5 separate regions of the Mus musculus genome follow, and all the other regions are linked to region 1. A link is a contact called in public HiChIP or PLAC-seq data. All regions are on one chromosome and are shown on one strand. The core of a region is the stretch at or near the end of the contact, and the rest is flanking DNA. Distances in the headings are between cores, read along the strand shown. Region 1 holds the start of Ppil1 (peptidylprolyl isomerase (cyclophilin)-like 1). Region 2 overlaps Cmtr1 (cap methyltransferase 1). Region 3 overlaps Pnpla1 (patatin-like phospholipase domain containing 1). Region 4 holds the start of 1700030A11Rik (RIKEN cDNA 1700030A11 gene). Region 5 overlaps Gm16191 (a long non-coding RNA gene).

Evidence for each region. HiChIP or PLAC-seq counts read pairs in DNA pulled down with a chosen protein or histone mark.
Region 2: an H3K4me3 HiChIP or PLAC-seq map of bone marrow-derived macrophages shows a contact between it and region 1, with 3 times the contacts expected there. The contact joins the enhancer-like site here to the promoter of Ppil1 in region 1. A contact is called at or near these places in 1 of 39 promoter capture datasets (erythroid cells), 1 of 484 Hi-C or Micro-C datasets (embryonic stem cells), 3 of 115 datasets of contacts at active chromatin or transcription factors (bone marrow-derived macrophages, effector CD8 T cells and memory CD8 T cells) and 2 of 9 other capture datasets (adipose tissue and pancreatic islet).
Region 3: a contact with region 1 is called in an H3K4me3 HiChIP or PLAC-seq map of bone marrow-derived macrophages, with 4 times the contacts expected there. The contact joins the enhancer-like site here to the promoter of Ppil1 in region 1. A contact is called at or near these places in 1 of 39 promoter capture datasets (pre-B cells), 2 of 484 Hi-C or Micro-C datasets (B cells and the Ba/F3 cell line), 7 of 115 datasets of contacts at active chromatin or transcription factors (bone marrow-derived macrophages, embryonic stem cells, epiblast stem cells and 3 more) and 1 of 9 other capture datasets (liver).
Region 4: an H3K4me3 HiChIP or PLAC-seq map of pro-B cells shows a contact between it and region 1, with 3 times the contacts expected there. The contact joins the promoter of 1700030A11Rik here to the promoter of Ppil1 in region 1. A contact is called at or near these places in 6 of 39 promoter capture datasets (the 3T3-L1 cell line, 3T3-L1-derived adipocytes, the HPC-7 cell line and 2 more), 3 of 484 Hi-C or Micro-C datasets (B cells, the G1E-ER4 cell line and olfactory sensory neurons), 10 of 115 datasets of contacts at active chromatin or transcription factors (bone marrow-derived macrophages, embryonic limb bud, embryonic stem cells and 7 more) and 2 of 9 other capture datasets (embryonic stem cells and pancreatic islet).
Region 5: a contact with region 1 is called in an H3K27ac HiChIP or PLAC-seq map of embryonic stem cells, with 2.2 times the contacts expected there. The contact joins the enhancer-like site here to the promoter of Ppil1 in region 1. A contact is called at or near these places in 4 of 39 promoter capture datasets (liver, pre-B cells, second pharyngeal arch cranial neural crest and 1 more), 6 of 115 datasets of contacts at active chromatin or transcription factors (the 230-238 cell line, bone marrow-derived macrophages, embryonic stem cells and 2 more) and 1 of 9 other capture datasets (adipose tissue).

The regions. Positions count from the first base shown.
Region 1 is chr17:29,262,414-29,265,897 of GRCm38.p6, reverse strand. It overlaps Ppil1 (peptidylprolyl isomerase (cyclophilin)-like 1), which reads left to right and starts at 1,927. Exons shown (of 4, transcript NM_026845.4): 1 at 1,927-2,026. The coding sequence starts at 1,971.
Region 2 is chr17:29,668,329-29,671,812 of GRCm38.p6, reverse strand. All of the region lies in intron 2 of Cmtr1 (cap methyltransferase 1), which reads right to left. The region is part of intron 7 of Gm28043 (predicted gene, 28043); the gene reads right to left. Among named protein-coding and RNA genes, the nearest start is that of Cmtr1, 9.5 kb to the right of the region's middle. Within about 2 kb of position 1,587, at least 54 of the 459 cell types and tissues checked have an H3K27ac peak or open chromatin away from gene starts, as enhancers often do. A contact at or near this core is called in bone marrow-derived macrophages and memory CD8 T cells, where this site is marked.
Region 3 is chr17:28,880,845-28,884,328 of GRCm38.p6, reverse strand. It overlaps Pnpla1 (patatin-like phospholipase domain containing 1), which reads right to left. Exons shown (of 10, transcript NM_001034885.3): 6 at 2,701-3,393; 7 at 766-850. Among named protein-coding and RNA genes, the nearest start is that of 1700030A11Rik, 23 kb to the left of the region's middle. Within about 2 kb of position 1,793, at least 30 of the 459 cell types and tissues checked have an H3K27ac peak or open chromatin away from gene starts, as enhancers often do. A contact at or near this core is called in B cells and bone marrow-derived macrophages, where this site is marked.
Region 4 is chr17:28,903,674-28,907,157 of GRCm38.p6, reverse strand. 1700030A11Rik (RIKEN cDNA 1700030A11 gene) reads right to left here and starts at 1,893. Exons shown (of 3, transcript NR_045457.1): 1 at 1,859-1,893; 2 at 1,371-1,455; 3 at 387-1,154. Bnip5 (BCL2 interacting protein 5) reads left to right here. Exons shown (of 12, transcript NM_172450.3): 4 at 1,403-1,467; 5 at 1,663-1,903; 6 at 2,508-2,642.
Region 5 is chr17:28,929,121-28,932,604 of GRCm38.p6, reverse strand. The region is part of intron 1 of Gm16191 (a long non-coding RNA gene); the gene reads right to left. Among named protein-coding and RNA genes, the nearest start is that of Gm16191, 5.6 kb to the right of the region's middle. Within about 2 kb of position 1,729, at least 214 of the 459 cell types and tissues checked have an H3K27ac peak or open chromatin away from gene starts, as enhancers often do. A contact at or near this core is called in adipose tissue, embryonic stem cells, epiblast stem cells and 2 more, where this site is marked.

The DNA of each region.
Region 1 (3,484 bases), core at 678-3,177:
CTCCCCAGCCGGGCGTGGTGGCGCATGCCTTTAGTCCCAGCACTTGCGAGGCAGAGGCTGGCGGATTTCTGAGTTCGAGGTCAGCCTGGTCTACAAAGTGAGTTCCAGGACAGCCAGGGCTACACAGAGAAACCCTGTCTCGAAAACCAAAAAAAAAAAAAAAAAAAAAAAAAAAAAAAAAAAAAAAGTACCCCTAAAAAAGATAAGATAAAATCTATAATTTTAGGCTGTGGAAGTTAGCTGCTTTTGATGGTTTAGTGTGTGCTTCTGACATGCTGGGCAACTAAGCTCTCACTGAGCTAGAGCCCCTGCCGCTTCTCTTCTCTGTGTATATGTGTGTCTCTCTGTGTGTGTGTGTGTATTTGTGTGTCTTATGAGAAGTTTTTTTCTTCTGCTGTATGGGTCCCAGGTTGAATTCAGGTCTTCAGGTTTGGAAGCAGGTAACTTTACCCTCTGAGCCACCTTTCCGGTCCAAGAGACTGTTTTTAAAAATAATTTTCCTTAATCATGAAAAATGTCATTCTTAGGGATGGAGAAATGGTTCAGGTGCTCTGTTCCTAACCTCCATATGCCAGCTAGAGCCTGCATGTAATTCCAGTTCTGGGGGATCTGACACACTCTTCTGGCCTCTGTGGGCTCCTGTGTGCCCATACAAACCCAGATACACACACACACACACACACACAAAATAAATAAAAAATTAAAGTCTTTTTTATTTATCTGATCTTTAATGGGAGAGCCTCCCCAGAGTGTTCACCCACAGCTCTGTTGGCCTGTAAGTAAGTACCTTGCACACTACGGTTCAGATTGCTTCTCTTTAATATGCATTGCTCAATTTTCTGAAGAGCCGTAGGTTGTTAAGAGTAAGCATTTGCTCAATTTTTGCTTTGCTGTGCAGGAAGTGGGTGGGTGGGAGGGTAGATGCATCTTAGAACTCAGGAAGTCTTGTAAATATTTTCCTACTTCTTTGTTGTTAATTATGGGATGTTCAATATAAAATATACATTTCCCTCGTGGCTCACTGAACTTGGAGAGAGCTATTTGGGCTAGACTGGATGGCTAGCCAGCTCCCTGGATTCTTCCCCATGGTCTCTGCTTTCCCGGTTGCTGAGGCCGCAAGTGCATATCTACCTGGCATTTGCATGGGTCCTAGGGACCTAAATTCAAGTACTTTACCCACTAAGCCCTGTTAGGCAAGCCGTCTACTAACTGGCCTGCATTTCCAGCTCCAAGGATACCTCTCTGAGTAGTCCTAGCTATCCTGAAACTCGCTCTGTAGAAGAGACCTTGTACAGGCCTTGAACTCTGAGATCCCCCTGCCTCTGCCGCTCCAGCGCTGGGGGCGTGCACCACTATCTCCTGGGACAGTCATTTTAAGCTTTGTCTCTCTTCCCAGCCTTTTCCTCTTTCCACATGCTCTTTGCTTTTGGAGTCTGTGGGATCAGATTTGCCATGTGGCACTTAACGGCGGAGTCTCAGTTTTCTCCGCTGAAAAACGGGACTCCTGTCATCCACAGGATTGCTTTAAGGAATAGACGCTGGGCGTGGTGGTGCACGCCTTAAATCCCAGCACTCGGCAGACAGAAGCAGGCAGATCTTTTTGAGTTCAAAGCCAGCCAGGGGCATCACCCAAGTCTGGGAACTAGGAAATTCTCCAGCCCTCCAATCAGAGTGAAGAAGGTTGTTCCCGCCTTCCGCGCCAAAACAGACCAATCACTGTTCCGGAGCGTGGCGCGAATCGCCCCTGGAGAATCTTGCACTTGTCTGAGTTCCTGCACTGAGCATTTCGACTTGCAACCCTCTTCCCAGCCTAGAAAGAAGGATCCTTCGTCATTCTTGTCCCAGCGCCCTAAATCCTGTCAAGCAAACGGGCGGATCGGCGGGAACCGGAAGTGTGTGCCCAGGGGCGGGTCCCGGGTTAACTCCGCCGGAAGTAGTGATTGCTAGCGGGGGGGATACCTTCGCTCAGCATGGCGGCGATTCCCCCAGACACCTGGCAGCCGCCCAACGTCTACCTGGAGACTAGGTGAGGGTTGGAGGTGGGGGAGGAATTGGTGGAGGGGACGCGGGTTCGTGCCGCAGTGGCCGGCCTGACTCGCAGGTTGCCCGCACGCACAGAGCTGCGGCCGGGAGTACCTGTAAGTTCTGAAGGGACCTCAGGGGAGCCCCTCCAACATCCCGGAGACCTCGACGATTTCTATCTGCTGTCCTTTCCCCACGACGTTTATTAGTTCATTTACCTATATCCACCTTCCATCTTCATTCATTCATTCACTCACTCACTCATTTTTTTTCTCAACAAGTGTGTGTTGATCACACAAGCCATGCGCGTAGGACCTGGATTTTTGAAAACACAAATCTGGATTATGGTGAAGGAGACAGATGTGTAAACATCACGGGACAAGTAGAGTTGTCTGAACAAATTTCTTTGGAAGTAGAAGAAAATTTATTTTCTCCAAAATCCAAGAGTGATCTTTGAGCTGGGGATGCCCGAGGCCCCAAGCTCGGGCTACAGCACCATATATACTCGGTGTGGTTGCACAAGCCTGTAATCCTAGCACTCTGGAGGTGGAAGCAGGAGGATCAGAAGTCCAGGGGCTGGGCTGGGCTGGATAGAATAGACTGCTTACCTAACATTCTATTATATTTATATTAATATATAAAATTAAGCCACCTCCTAGTGCCTTGCCTCCCTTGTGTGTGATTGCGCTCAGTTTACTATTGCTAGCAGCTCCTGTCCCGAAGGCTTTGTATCACACACACCCCTCCAGTTTTAGCAGAGAAATGGTGCATTTTATAGATTTACCTGCAACCTGGTTTTCATACTGATTGAAGGGAACCCTGCTTGGAGCCTGGTCTGCCCTGTCTACTGACTTGAGCCCCATTTTGTCTGCCCTTGGCTCCTGAGTGTAGACATTAGGAAGGCACGCACCACTGCTCTCGCTCCCAGTTCTACAGAGTGCTCACATTGCTGGACCTCCTGAACCTGGGCCATACAGATTCTCCCCAGAGCTCAGTGGGTAATGTACAGCAGGAGCCCCCTGCCTTGTTTTATCCTTAAAGGCACTAAGAGAAGAGAATAAAAGCACTCGTATGGGTGTATGTGGACATTTGAAGTAACCAGCCTATTTGCTTTACACATTCTCTTTAGATTTGATTTTTTTTAAAGATATATTTATTTATTTTATTTATATGAGTACACTGTACCTGTCTTCAGACACACCAGAAGAGGACATCAGATCCCATTACAGATGGTTGTGAGCCACCATGTGGTTGCTGGGAATTGAATTCAGGACCTCTGGGAGAGCATCTCTCCACTGAGCCATCTCTCCAGCCCTAGATTTGTCTTTTAATTATGTGTGTGTGCACATGAGTTCAGAGGCCAGAGGTATTGGAAACCATGGAGATGGGGGGTACAGGTGGCTGTGAGCCCCCTGGTGGAGTGCTGGGATCTGAAGTGTGGTCCTCCCGAAGAGCAGGACAT
Region 2 (3,484 bases), core at 338-2,837, 410 kb before region 1:
GTGCCTCAGAGGCCAGGACCAAAGCTGCTGCTGACCTTGGTGGTCATCCCATTGTACTGGTATATCCAATGGCCTCTCCTGTCCTCTCAAAAGTGCCAAGCCTCTGCTGCTGTCTATGACCCCTTCGTGTCTTTAAAACCAGGACTACGGGCTAGAGAGATGGCTCAGTGATCAAGGGCGCTAACTGCTCTTCCAGAGGACCCAGGTTCAAATCCCAGCACCCACATGGCAACTCGCAAGCAAATACCAATGCACATAAAATGGAAAAACAGCAACAGGACCACATGAAAGAAACTTACACATTATCAAAGCCAAAATGAACTATAGATTCGGTCACCTCTCAGCCACAGCCTCTGTGTGCTGACCCTGAGATAATAACTCCCAGAAGATTTCCCCTCAGTGATGCTGGTCTCCAGTTAATCACAGCTGATTCTCAGTTCCAGCTACTCAGCATCAATTGTTCCAAGTGAAGCAGTTCCACTTGAGTGGTGCTGAGCCCTTCTGAATCATAGCCAGTTATCAGTCACATCTAACCACAACTACAGATTCTTAATTCAAATTTCACAAACATAACCAATTCCCCCTAGAGTTTTTAAGGAACTGTCAAACTTCCCTCTGGAACTTCCCAAGCCGGGCCTCCACCGTTGGCACAGCTCTCAGCATCACCTTCCAAGTTCTCACACAGCTCAATAAGCTCTGAACACTCAGTAGCATTTCCTGCCCAATGTTCCAAACTCCTTCCACAATCCTCCCCCAAGACAACATGGTCAGGTCAGTTACAGCAATACCCTGTCACCCTAGCAGCAAGTTCTATTCTAATTTGCTTTTCTGCTGCTGTGATACTGTGACCAAAAGCAACTCAGGCAGACCTCTGAGCTCGAGGCCAGCCTGGTCTACAGAGTTCCTAGTACAGTCAGGGTTACAGAGAAAAGCCTTGCTCCAAAGAAAACAAACAAACAAACAAACAAACCCACATGCACATATGAGAGCAGGGCTCTCAGAGTCCAGACAAGGTGTTGGATCCCCATGAGAGAGATCTAGGCCTTTGTGAGCTGCCCAAGTAATCTGTCCTGCCCTTATCTTCTTATACCTTTTAAATGTATAAGAACCACATAAACATATATTATTTATCAAACTATAAGATACTTTTAAATTAACTTAGCAATTCCCTTGAGGAAAATGAAGGTCGCTGAGCCAAAGCTAGGCACAGTGGCATGTGCCCATGGTCCTAACACCCTGGAGCCTAAGGCAAGAATATCTTCACTTCAGGCTGTGGGGGGTGGGGGGGGCCTGGTGCTGTGGAAATCCAAAGACAGAGCAAAGGCTCCATTACACAGCTCTGTACTGAACCAAGGTGGTCACTGTTCAGTCTACAATGTGAAACTTACATGATTCTCAAGCTTACCAACGTCACCCTCTGTAGCAGAGACTCACACTTGCGTCTCTCCCTCACACACCTTCGTCTCCCCGCACCCCCCCATGCCTACCCAGCTCTCCTGTCCACTGGGTCCAGTAATAAGTCATCCTACCATCAGCAGGGCATCCAGTGTGTGAGTTAAAGCCACTTCTTGCCACATGTTACACAAAGGTCAGGATTACTCATAAAGAGCAGGAACTCTGCCACAGCCAACACTGTATCTCTAACACTCAGGGTGAGGCTTCATTTAGTAGAAATGACTTAAATCAGCCAGCTGTTGCCTTATCTGAGGCCCTACTAAGTATATGCTGTGATGCTTTGTATATGCCTGGGCCAGGGAGTGGCACTATTAGGAGGTGTGGCCTTGTTGGAGTGGGTGTGGGTGTGTCACTCACCCTAGCTGCTTGGAAGCCAGAATTCTACTAGCAGCCTTCAGATGAAGATGGAGAACTCTCAGGTCCTCCTGCACCACGTCTGCCTGGATGCTGCCATGGTGATAATGAACTGAACCTTTGAAGCTTTGAACAATTAAATGTTGTCCTTATGAGAGTTGCCTTAGCCATAGTGTCTGTGCACAGCAGGAAACCCTGACGATGACAATATGCCTCAAGTTATTTCCTGGTACAAGAAGTGCCAGCTGTTCAAACCTCAAAAGACGAGGACAGAATACATCGCACAAATAACCTGGCCTTCCTCAAACCATGCCTAACCCCAATTTCACCACCAGTCTGAAATACAATAGATACATCAGAGGCCAATAAGATGGCTCAGCAAGTAGAGGTGTTTGCCATCAAGCCTAAGGGTCTGAGTCCTAACACTGAAACCCCAGCAAGAGGGGAGGATCAATGCCCACTGACTGTCCTTTGTCCTCCACATGCCATTATACAAGCCCCCAACTAATACACCCCCCCACAACAACAACAACAACAACAACAACAACAACAAAAATGTAAAAAATAAGTACAAAGAAATGTAATTTAAAAAACTAGGCCACCATGCCTTTAATTCCAGCACTCAGGAGGCAGAGGCAAGCAGGTCTCTTGAGTTTGAGGCCAGTCTGGTCTACAGATCAAGTTCAAGGACAGCCAGGAGTACACAGAGAAACCCTGTCTGAGGGGTGGAGGGGAGCCTAGAGGAAATGAGATATGAGAGCTCACAGCGCTGATCTTATTTACTGTATCAGACAACTGGGGCTGCTAATATAGCGCAGTGTTAGAGCAGTGCTTGCCACATACACGGGCCTGAATTGGATCCTTAGTGCTTACATAAAAAAACAAGATGCTGCTTGTCTAGATCATACAACTCCGTAGTTTCAGAACCTGTTCTATGAGAGGTCTAAAGAATATTAACATTTTGCAAAAGAAAAAGGCCAGTAAACGCATGGACAAAAAATAAAAAATAAAAACCCACAACATTCAAAATACACCCAAAATATACTCAAAACTGTGTTTTCTATACCAATCCTATAGTAAGGAGAAATTTCAAAGAGGCATGAAATCTGCCCTTTCCCATTAAGATGGCTGCCTAATTTTCTTAATAAGGAAGTATCTTGCTTAAATCCACCAATGTAGCACAAGGCACAGTGGCAGAGTGCTACTCTGGAGAACCAGAACATTAACAACACGTAACCATGGAAACAGAGAGATGAGGTGATATTTATTTTCCATTTTATACTGTCCTGCAAAAATTAAGGTGAAAAAAGCCTACATGGCTCTAAAGGATTACCACTCCAATCTCTGAGGAGAGATTGGTTCCTTTCCAGAGGACTCATCACGAGGCTGCTCTGAGAGAGAGCGAGGCTCCCTGGGCTGCAATCCATCCCTGCCATATGGCTGAGAGCTCCGCAGCAGAGCTCCCGATGCTGAGGAGGGCTGTGTCAAGGGGCAGGTTCCCTTCTCAGCTACCACCATTCCTCTACCAGGGCACCGCTCAGTACCAAAGGCAGGGTAGAGAGCATGCCTCCCTCACTTCTGGGAAGTAGACTGCTACAGGGCTCCTTAGAATTGGCAATGTTGACGCAGCTCTTAATCCTTTTACTAGCCTTGTGGACACGCACAGGCCTACCCT
Region 3 (3,484 bases), core at 544-3,043, 380 kb after region 1:
AGGGAGCCTGGGAAATGTAGTTCTCAGGTACCTCGAAGCACTACAGATCTGCAGGCCAGTGTCACGGCTGTAGAGATAATGATGGAGCGTGTACATTCCACAACCCAGACAACTGAGGCATACTCTTTTGGTTTGGTTTCTGTTGTTGTGGTCAAACACCCTGACAAAGTCATTTAAGGCAGAAAGGGTGTATTTGGTTCACAAATCCAGGCAACTGTCAGTTGCTGATAGGAAGTGAAGGCTGCAGGAACTTGCAACAGCTGGTCTCGTTACACCCACAATCAGGAGCAGAGAGCATCGAACCATGCTCGCCCCTGCTCAGCCCACTCTCTCCTTTTCATTCACTTCAAGGTTATAGTGCTAGGGGCTAAAGCCACGTACCTCCATGGCAGCTCCAACAGAGTCTTTTGAGAGTCCTTTTCTACCGTTAGAGGCTACCCAAGGCTAGGTTGGTGCACCTGTTAGACCATCCCAATTGTGGCTTCATCCAAAATAAGACCCGGGACCTGGAGTGCCTACGCCCCCAATGTCCTAGAACAGGTTGTACCCAGTGTGTGCTGGAGTGAGGGAGAGGGGTGGTATCGCCCCATGGACAGGTATACCCACATAGCGTCCCACTGCGGGAGAGAGAAGAGGGCACCGAGCGTGAGCGGCTGCCCCACAGACTAGGTGATACCCAGGCAGCGGAAAGCGCAGAAACCTCACTTAGCTGGGGCCCCTCCCCTGAGCAAAGGAGAGAACAGTCCTGAGGAAAGAGAAACTTACACCAGCAGAGGCTTGTGGGGGGCTTTCTTCCCGGTACCCGGTGCTGCCGAGCCTGTCAGCTGTGATAAGGCGGGAGACCCTGTAGCTGGAGGGAACACCGGAGTTAAAAGAGCAGGTAGTGGGTACTGACTGGGTCATTTTGCAAATAACAATGGTGAGTGTGTCTGAGAGCGAAGGGCGAGGATGCCAGTTGTAGTGGCTCAGCACCCCTTTAGTCCCAGTACTCGGGAGACAGAAGCAGGTGGATTTCAGAGTTTGAGGCTTGCCTGGTTTACATAGTGAGAGGCAGACTATCCAGGAACCCAATAGTGAGATGCTCTTGTTAAAGGAATTTTATTTTATTTTATTTTATTTGGTTTCTTTTTCTTTTTCCAGTTCTTCGAGGCTGGGTTTCTCTGTGTAGCTTTGGCTATCCTGGAACGAACGCACTCTATAGTCCAGGCTGACCTCAAACTCTGAGATCCACCTGCCTCTGCCTCCCCAGAGCTTACAGCTGCTTGTAACTGTAACTCCAGGGGATCCAGCGCCCTCTTCTGACATCTTTGGTACCAGGTATGGATGTGAACAAGGCACAGAAATATGCACACGAACTTAGTAAACAGAAACTTTTTTTTTTTTCAGACAGGATCTCTCTACGTAGCCCTGGCTGTCCTGTATCCTGATCTAGTTTGTGAACACTAGGCTGGCCATGAACTTCGAGATCTGCTTGCTTTTGCCTCAAAAGTGCTAAGACTAAAGGCAGGGGCCAGCGCATCCAGCAAACATAATTTTTTTTAAACCATTGTGATTTTTTAAAAATTGTATGAGCTGTGGGAGGAATCTCACTAATCCCCAACAAATCAAAATTCAAAACACGTCTGGATGTAGGCATGTACGAATATTTCAAAGAATGAGATTATTTTTAAATAATAAGCAAACAAGCAAGGAAGCAATAAAACCAGCAAAGAATGCTCTCCTCGTATTTAAGAGTCAAGTTATCACATCAGTGGATCTGATGCAGACGGAAGGCTGCAGCTGCTGTGGGCAGACGCCACTGTTCCCGCCCCGTGGTGACGTCAGAGGGCGGGGCCTGAACATCCACCAGCGCGAGGGAGTAAACCACCACCTTGGAATGAAGATTATTATTAGGACCAGTGTGTATATCTCGAGTGAGTGTTCAAATGGAGTCAAAGATGGATACTGGGTGTAGTCCTCAACTGATTTGGGTTTGGTTTTGTGGTTTTTTGGTTTTTTTCAAGACAGGGTTTCTCTGTGTACCCCGATTGTTCTGTAACTTGCTGTATAGACCAGGGTGGCCTTACTCTAAAGAGATCTGCTTGCCTCTGCCTCACAAGGGCTGGAATTATATATTTAATTAAAAATACTTTTTTAAGGCTCATCAGTCATCAAGCTCCAGAGATCTGCCTGTCTTCCTGTCCTCAGCGCTAGAGTTACAGACATGGGCCGCTGTACCAAGCTTTTATGCGGGTTCTGGGGATAAAACTCTGGTTCTCATGAGTTTATTTTTATTGGTTAAAATTTTGTATAAATTGTATGAGTTATAAATATAAATGGCTCTATTATAAGCCTTTAATATCAATATTAAATTTATTTTATTTTATTTAAGATTTAGTGGGTTTGTTTGGTTTTTTTTAGTTGTGTAAATGGGAGGTGTGTGCAAGAGTAGGTGCCCATGGGATCCAGAAGAGGGGACAGACATGCTTTTGAGCCACCCAGTGTCCTGTCCTGGCCACCAAACTGAACTCTGGTCCTCTAAGAGAACAGCAATAGCTCTTAACCACTGCACCATCTCACCAGCCTCTTGGTGGTGGTTTTTGCTGCCAGGGGGAGGGGCTGAGCTTCAAGGTGCAAGGTGTGGAGGCTGCTCAGGTAGATGGCTAATGTCACCCTCAGAACTGGTGTTTCTCGGTTCCGCCAGAGCAGGGAGGGTCATACCTGTGGGTCGTTCTGGGCCTAGATCCTCCACAGGTGGCCCAGCAGGTGGTGTTGAAGGACTTAGGGGCGGAAGTCCAAGTGTTGCCCTGGATGCTGTGGCTCCCTGGGAAGATCTGAGCAGCAGTCTAGGGGACTCGGGTGACCCAATAGGCACAGAGGATCCAGTCTTTGAGCCTCGTGAGTCTGCAGCTGGGAGCAACACAGGTGGCAAGGTAGTTGTGCTCTGCTCGTCAGTGGCAGAGGCCAGAGCATCCTTCATTCCTCGTTCTGTGGCAGAGTCCAGGGCACCCTTCACTCCTCGCTCCGGGTTTGGAGTTTGAACATTTATTGGGCAACTGTCCCTGGGGCCAGTGGGCCTCATTACTGGGACCGGCTGGGCTGGGGATAATGGCGATACAGATGGTTGCTTGGATATAGAGACCCGTAGTGACACGGGTGATTCCACAGACTCCTTGCACCCAGATTCAGGTGTCTGCACTGAGGGGGCGGCTGAGGAATGGCTGTCCTTTCTGTCCTTTTTGGGAGACCCCTGTGCATGGGTTTGTGAGGAGTCTGCTGGGCTTCTCCTCAGGGCTGGCAGGTTCTGCAGACTCGGAGGTGGGGGCTCATGGCCAAGGGCGACCTCTATCTGGCAGTATACTTCAACCCTCGGGAAAATCACTCTCTTGCTGGGAGAGTCAAGGTACGCTGCATCTAAGAGAAACAAGCCACACACAGCAGCGCATCAGATCTGATGTGCACATAGTGTAGTATGGGTGTGTCTGCAAAATCTACATAAATATGA
Region 4 (3,484 bases), core at 644-3,143, 360 kb after region 1:
CACCCATCTATTATCTATCACCAATTCTATTTTATATATTTATATCTTATCTATCTAACCTATCTAATCTATCATCTTATCTATCCATTCATCTATTATGTCTATCTTTATCTATCTATTATACCTACCACCTATCTATTGAATAGAGACTAAAGGTGTAGTTAGACAGGGACCCTGTGTTAGCAGGTAAAAGGTCTTGGGCTTAACTAAACAAGGCAGCTACATGGAAAAATGGAAAGAACTGTCCAACGGCCACAGTGAGGAGCCTTCAGTGTGCTCTGAATCTTCTTGCAGAATTACAGGGAATAAAACGAAGCTTCATCCATACAGACTTAAACACCCGTCTCTCAGTAGTGCGTCCAACCTCATACACAATCAGAACACCTCACAATACCCTCTTCATTTAATTGTCTAAAAACGAGGGCGGCATTTTTAAAGGCAGGGTATGCAAGGGATGGAAAGGCATTTCTGTGGCCAGTTTGTAAGGTATTTACTTTACCATTGCCTTGCCTGAGAGGAAAATGAACTGTAGATAGTGTCAGGAAACAGGAAGCCGGGGGCAGAGTCGCTTGTTAGTTTGACATTTCATGCAAACAGACCTTTGGGGTGCAGCTAGTGGAGTGGGCACATCACCCTTGTGTAAGGCAAAACAAGCCACCCAAGGAAATGTTCTGGTGTGAGGAGTAGTGGAAGCAGCCATGGGGCAGGTCCAGTGTGACCTGTGGAGCGCCAGCTGATGTCCTCTCTGTGCCTTAGGATAGGGACCTGTTATTATGTGGGGCTGGAAGACTTGGAATCAGCCTTGGGAAATGTTTCTAACTCCTGCTCCTTTGTTTGATGTCCTGACAGCCCATGAGAGATTGTGACCCATATTTCGCAGGGAAAGCTGTAAAGATCCGGAGGGGAAAGTGATTTAGCCACTACCAATTCAAAGTTCCCAGATCTAGAAAGCTCAGTTGACAGGGCAGGTGGACATCGGGCCTTAAATCCCTGCATAAAACATCATGCTTTGGGCTGTGAGATGGCTCAGAGGGTAAAGGCATGTTCCAGCAAGCCCCGATGATGTGAGTTTGATTCCTGGGACCCATATAATAAAAGGAGAGAACTGGCTTCCGAGAGATATCCTCTGATCGCCACATGTGTTTCTCTTCTCCCTAATAATTGAATTATAAAAAATTAACACATTTAAAAAGTCATACTTTGCCTCAAAAATACTTTCCCATATTCAGTCAGGATGGTGGGGGATGAGAGGGTCTTTGGGTATTGGGGGGGGATGGGAGGGTCTTTGGGTATTGGGGAACCTCAATCCTGAGGGATCCAGGCTGGTTTCGTTCTCCCTGGGAGTCCAGATCTGGATACTGTCTGCATACCTAGGAGTGGTGGGACCCATGCTCTCTTGCAGAGGATGATGTCATCTGGCAGATTGTGGAATTGCTCAAGAAAGCTGGAGACCAACTGGAAGAAGAGGTGAGGAGGCGCAGGCATCAGAGAGCGCCTGCAGAGCTGCTGCAGCTCCCGGTTCGTGCCCCGCCTCCCCGTCCAGTTAGCCCCACTCCCTAATTCCAGAAGCCACCTCCCGCTCTGGGTCGGCCCTGTCTGGGGTTGCCTTTCGCCTCTCCTCAAGGCCAGGGATCTAACCCAGTTTCTTTCTCCTCCCCACAGCAAGTGCAAATCCCTCAGCCAGAAGCGGTTCCTCCACGAAAGCCAACGCCACTCCCCAGGAAGAAATCCCAGGAGAAGAAGTCCAGCCTGAAGAGAGTCTTATCCCTCAAGAAGCCTGCCTCTGAGGAACCCAAGAGAGTCGGCACAGCCACTACCCTGGGCCCAGAAACCCGGCCCAAGAGGCCCAGCTTCCTACCCCTGTGTGTTAGTAGCCAGCGAGCTTCCACCTCCAGCAGCCTTGGTAAGCAGGCTCTAGCAGTTGCCATAGCAACTGCAGCTGCCTCCTGCTCTGGAATCTTTCTGATGCCCACACTATGCCTTGAGCAGTGTAGGGAGGATGGAGATGGAGAAGAGATCAAAGCTTTTCCCCTCCACATGGTCTCACTTGGGTACAAGTGGGATCCCTCAGAGCCAGAGCCGGAGGGAGAAGGGCTGGTCTCGTTGGCTCTTCGTGGGCGTTAGGGTGGATGGGGGCTAGACTTGTATGACACCGTTGTCAGGAGAGCGTGGATTTGGGGTCATAAGAGGAGAGATTTTCATGCAAGGCGGTTTAGGCCATGGCTCTTCTTCATTCGTGGCACGGAGCCAGGCACCTTCTGCCCCCTAGTGGACCAACCGAAAACAGCGGCTAGGTAAGGAAACCCCATGGAAAGAAAAAGAGAAGCCAAGGAAAGACAGTTCTTTTCATGCAGAGAGCATGGTCGGGGTCCGCAAACAGAGCCCCAGACCCGGCATAGCCTTGCAAGCCTTGCAGAGCCCACGGGTGGCGTACACTGGCACCTGCCCAGGCTCAGGTTGCTGGGCGTGGCTGACACACACACTGACTGTGACTTTCTGCTTCCCAGACTTGGAGGCGCCTGAGTTCCAAGAGGTCCCGTCTGTAGATGGTGGAGGCTCCCATCCCTCTGAGCTCCACACACCAGCTGCCATATTTCAGGGACCCGAGGAGAAGCCACTGCTGGACAGAGCCTCCGAATCCAGTTAGTCCCTTGCCCCTCAGAAACACCCCCCTCCGCCACCCCTACCCCCCCACCTCCAGCAAATAGCCCATCTGTCTAGACTCTGCCATTTGGAAAGGGCAAGTTGAGGCAGAGCGAGGGAGGCCAAGGCCTATTTCAGTCTCTCTGTGGGAGGCCTCGGGCTGTGGAGACAGCACATTTCACCCGTTAGCCTCAGTTTCCCCATTTTGCAAGGCTGGACCTTGAGATTTGCTGGAAGTTCTAATTGAATGACTGCCTGTAAGGTATAGCAGGGTCGGCCTGTCAGCCAACAGGTTGTGTTGCTACCGAGCGTGGTTATTGCCGTTAGGTGGGCGGCTGAGAGCTGCCGTGGTGCCAGGAAGGGGCTGAGAACACAGAAGGGAGGTTTCCATACAGTTATCGGTTTTATTATTATTATTATTTGTTTTTGTTCGAGACAGGATTTCTCTGCATAGTCCTGGCTGTCCTGGAACTCACTCTGTAGACCAGGTTGGCCTCGAACTCAGAAATCTGCCTGCCTCTGCCTCCCAAGTGCTGGGATTAAAGGCTTGCGCCACCACTGCCCGGGTTTTTTTTTTTTTTTAAAGATTTATTTATTTACTTATTTTATGTATGTGAGTATACTGTCACGTTTCTCAGTCACACCAGAAGAGGGCATCAGATCCCATTAGAGATGGTTGTGAGCCACCATGTGGTTGCTGGGAATTGAACTCAAGACCTCTGGAAGAGCAGTCAGTGCTCCTAACCTCTGAGCCATCTCTGCAGCCCCATCAGTTGTTTTTTTTTTTTTTTTAAGATTTACTTATTTATTTTATATCACTACACTGTAGCTGTCTTCAGAC
Region 5 (3,484 bases), core at 480-2,979, 330 kb after region 1:
TTTCTATGGAAAAACAGGTTTTAGCCCTGTGTGGCTTGACCTTGTGTCAAGCTTTAACTCGTGAGAACTTTGTGTGAGGGTCTGAATCAAGCTGGCTTTTGCATGAGAATCCACCTCATTTGTCAGCTCCATACTCTGGGGTCCCACCACCTCAACAGTGGTTGACAGATCTCCTGGGGGCTGTATCTACTCAAGGGCCATCCATGCAGGAAATGTATTCAAGGGTATGTGTGTGTGGTCCTTGTCACCTTGTGCCTGGGGTGGAGGGAGCCACTCAGGTTGAAACAGAGCCTCAAAACAAAAAAAGGAAAGAAAGAAAGAAAGAAAGAAAGAAAGAAAGAAAGAAAGAAAGAAAGAAAGCAAGCAAGCAAGCATCTGTGAGGTGCTTTGGAGCCCTCAGAATCAGGAGAGTCGTCTGTAGGCGGAGCTCTCGTCTGTAGGCGGAGCTCTCGTCTGTAGGCGGAGCTCTCGTCTGTAGGCGGAGCTCTGGTAGAAACTGAACCTATGGCCTCTGATTCCATGACTCATGTTTATTGAAACATCTGAGAAGACTCAGACCACAACATTGTGACCCTTCGTAAACATGTAACTGTTTTAGAACTAGGTCACTCACACTGACTGATTCACTGTCCCATCCGCGTCTAAATAAGCGAATGACCAGCACCAGACAGAGGCTAGACTTCCTGTGCACCGCTGGTGTGATACTATCAGCTCCGCACACTTCTGACATTTGTACCTTTCACCCACCTTATCCTCTCCTGCATCTCCAGCTCCCTTTGTGTGCCTTTGTACATGTGTGTGCGGGAGCGTGCAGAGGCCAGAAAAGAGCATCCCCACCCCAGCAGCTGGAGTCACAGCTGCCCAGCATGGGTGCTGGGAAGCAGACTCAGGTCTCCCGCAAAAGCAGTGTGTGTGTGCTCTTAAGCTGAGCCTTCCCTACAGTGCCCAGCTCAAGAATTCTTGTACTTGTGAGTCACCTTTGGATCAGAAATATAAGAGTAAAGCATGGAGCTGAGTCCATCCCTCTAAACTGACAAAGGTTTGAAGTGACTATTGAAAACCAGTGTGTCTGAGCAATCCTAATAATAACTAATATTTATGGAATACGTGCTCTTGGTGTGTGTGGCTGCTCCCAAGCCTCCTTCCCTGGAGCAATGTCCCCAGAGACATCCCAGTTTCCACACAGGGGACATCTTTGTGGAATGTCCGTAAAGTTAAATATGACTGGGCTGGAGAGATGGCTCAGCGGTTAAGGGCACTGACTGCTCTTCCAGAGGTCCTGAGTTCAATTCCCAGCAATCACATGGTGGCTCACAGCCATCTGTAATGAGATCTGATGCCCTCTTCTGGTGTGTCTAAAGACAGCTACAGTGTACTTACATATAATAAATAAGTAAATCTTAAAAAGCAACAACAACAACTATGACTGACCAGAAAAGAATCGTCAGCAAAGCCTGTGGGGACCAAGCCATCAATCAGAGTCTCGGATCAGAGTGACACACGAGAAGCCAAGGACCGTGGTAACTGGTAAACAAGGTTCACCCGAGCAGAGGAGAGAGCAGTAATGGAGGGTCACATAACAGAGAAGAGGGAGGTGACCTCTCATCCAGCCCTGCTCAGGATACCAGGAAGTGGGGCCTCCTTGGGGACACCCCTGACTGAGCTCTCCAGCTGGGCCAAACAGCTTCTGGTTTCCCTAGCTCTGGCCTCTGCCCAGACAACTCCAAGAGCTGGAAGCCAGCCAGCTGGAAAATCATCAGCCAGCAGGCCAGCAGGAATCTCAAACAAAGAGGAGGGGACCTGGGGTTGTAGCTCTGGTGGCAGAGGCCTTACTGAGCACATGGGAAGCCCTGCTTCCTTCCCAGTGCCATTTAAAGTAGGCGCGGAGTAGGGCAGTAGAGGCAGACCGTAAATTCAGGATCATCTCGGGTTACAGATCACGCACAGAGTTTTGCCTTGCTCGGGGTGACTCCATTTCACAAGCAACATTTGACTCCAACTTGGAGTGTAAACACCGAGACGGAGTGACGCTGCACTCTGACAGAAATGAACACAACGCCATCTGTCGGTACCACCCACAAGGAACAAACTGATAACTTAAAAATAGAAAGGGCCCCCGCCCTGTTTATCAAAGCAAATTGGGATATGGGTGTGTCCCAGACGTGTCAGAGGAACAAGGTCCAAAGATGGGGGTACAACAACTCCCTGTCAACCCCATAGAGGAGGGCAACCAACACATACACCAAGGGACCCCAACAGGAAGGACAGACAGAGTTCCCCAGTGCCCTGGCCTGAACTGAGCTTGCTCCCCACTTGTAGACATGGCCTGGCCCAGGTGCCGCCTTAGTTCGTATGAAACTTGTTCTGGGGCTGGAGAGATGGCTCAGTGGTTAAGGGCACTGACTGCTCTTCCAGAGGTCCTGAGTTCAATTCCCAGCAACCACATGGTAGCTCACAACCATCCATAATGAGATCTGTTGCCCTCGTCTAGAGTGTCTGAAGACAGCTACAGTGTACTTACATATAATAAATACATAAATCTTTTAAAAATTATTTAAAAAAAAAGCAGCAGCTTGTTCTAGCCCTTGCCCCCTCACCCTGCTCCACCTCCCCTCTGAAGCTTGACTGTGCTCCCCCCAATCCCTGTGCCACCTTGGCACCTCCAGGGGAGCACTTCAGTATCTCCAGGGGAGCACTTTTCTCATCCTCTCCTGACACTCTTTTATTGTGGGGAGTGGACAGAACTATCTTGGTTTTCTTTTCTTTCTTTCTTTCTTTTTTTTTTTTCCAGACAGGGTTTCTCTGTGTAGCCCTGGCTGTCCTGGAACTCACTCTGTAGACCAGGCTGGCCTCAGAAATCCACCTTGCCTCTGCCTCCCAACTGCTGGGATTAAAGGTGTGTGCCACCACCACCTGGCTTAGTTTTTCTTAAGATGTACTTACTTCCGTGTTTGTGTCTGTGTGAGTGCTTGCCTTGCGTGTGCCGGTGTCAGTAGGGGTTAGAGGAAAGCCTTGCACCCCCTGGAACTGGAGTGAAAGCAAACTATGGGCTAGCAACAGAAGTCAGGTCCTCTGCAAGAGCAGCCATTGCCCTCATTTCTCCACAGCCCCCCCAAACCCCTGTCTGTCAGCTTCTCAGGGATGGCTTTGCTGTAGCCTTTCTGTAACCCACATATACACTCAGATCGCTGCTGTAGGATATGGAATGGGGGGGGGTCTGAGGATTAATATTAGTTGTTAAGATTGAAGTAAGGGGCCGGACGTGGTGGCACATGCCTTTAATCCCAGCACTCAGGAGGCAGAGGCAGAGGCAGGCAGATTTCTGAGTTCGAGGCCAGCCTGGTCTACAAAGTGAGTTCCAGGACAGCCAGAGCTACACAGAGAAACACTGTTTCGAAAAAACAAACAAACAAAAAAAAAAGATTGAAGTAAGGGTTGGACATGGTGACTCATGCAGTGAATTCTAGAACTTGGGAGGCAGAGG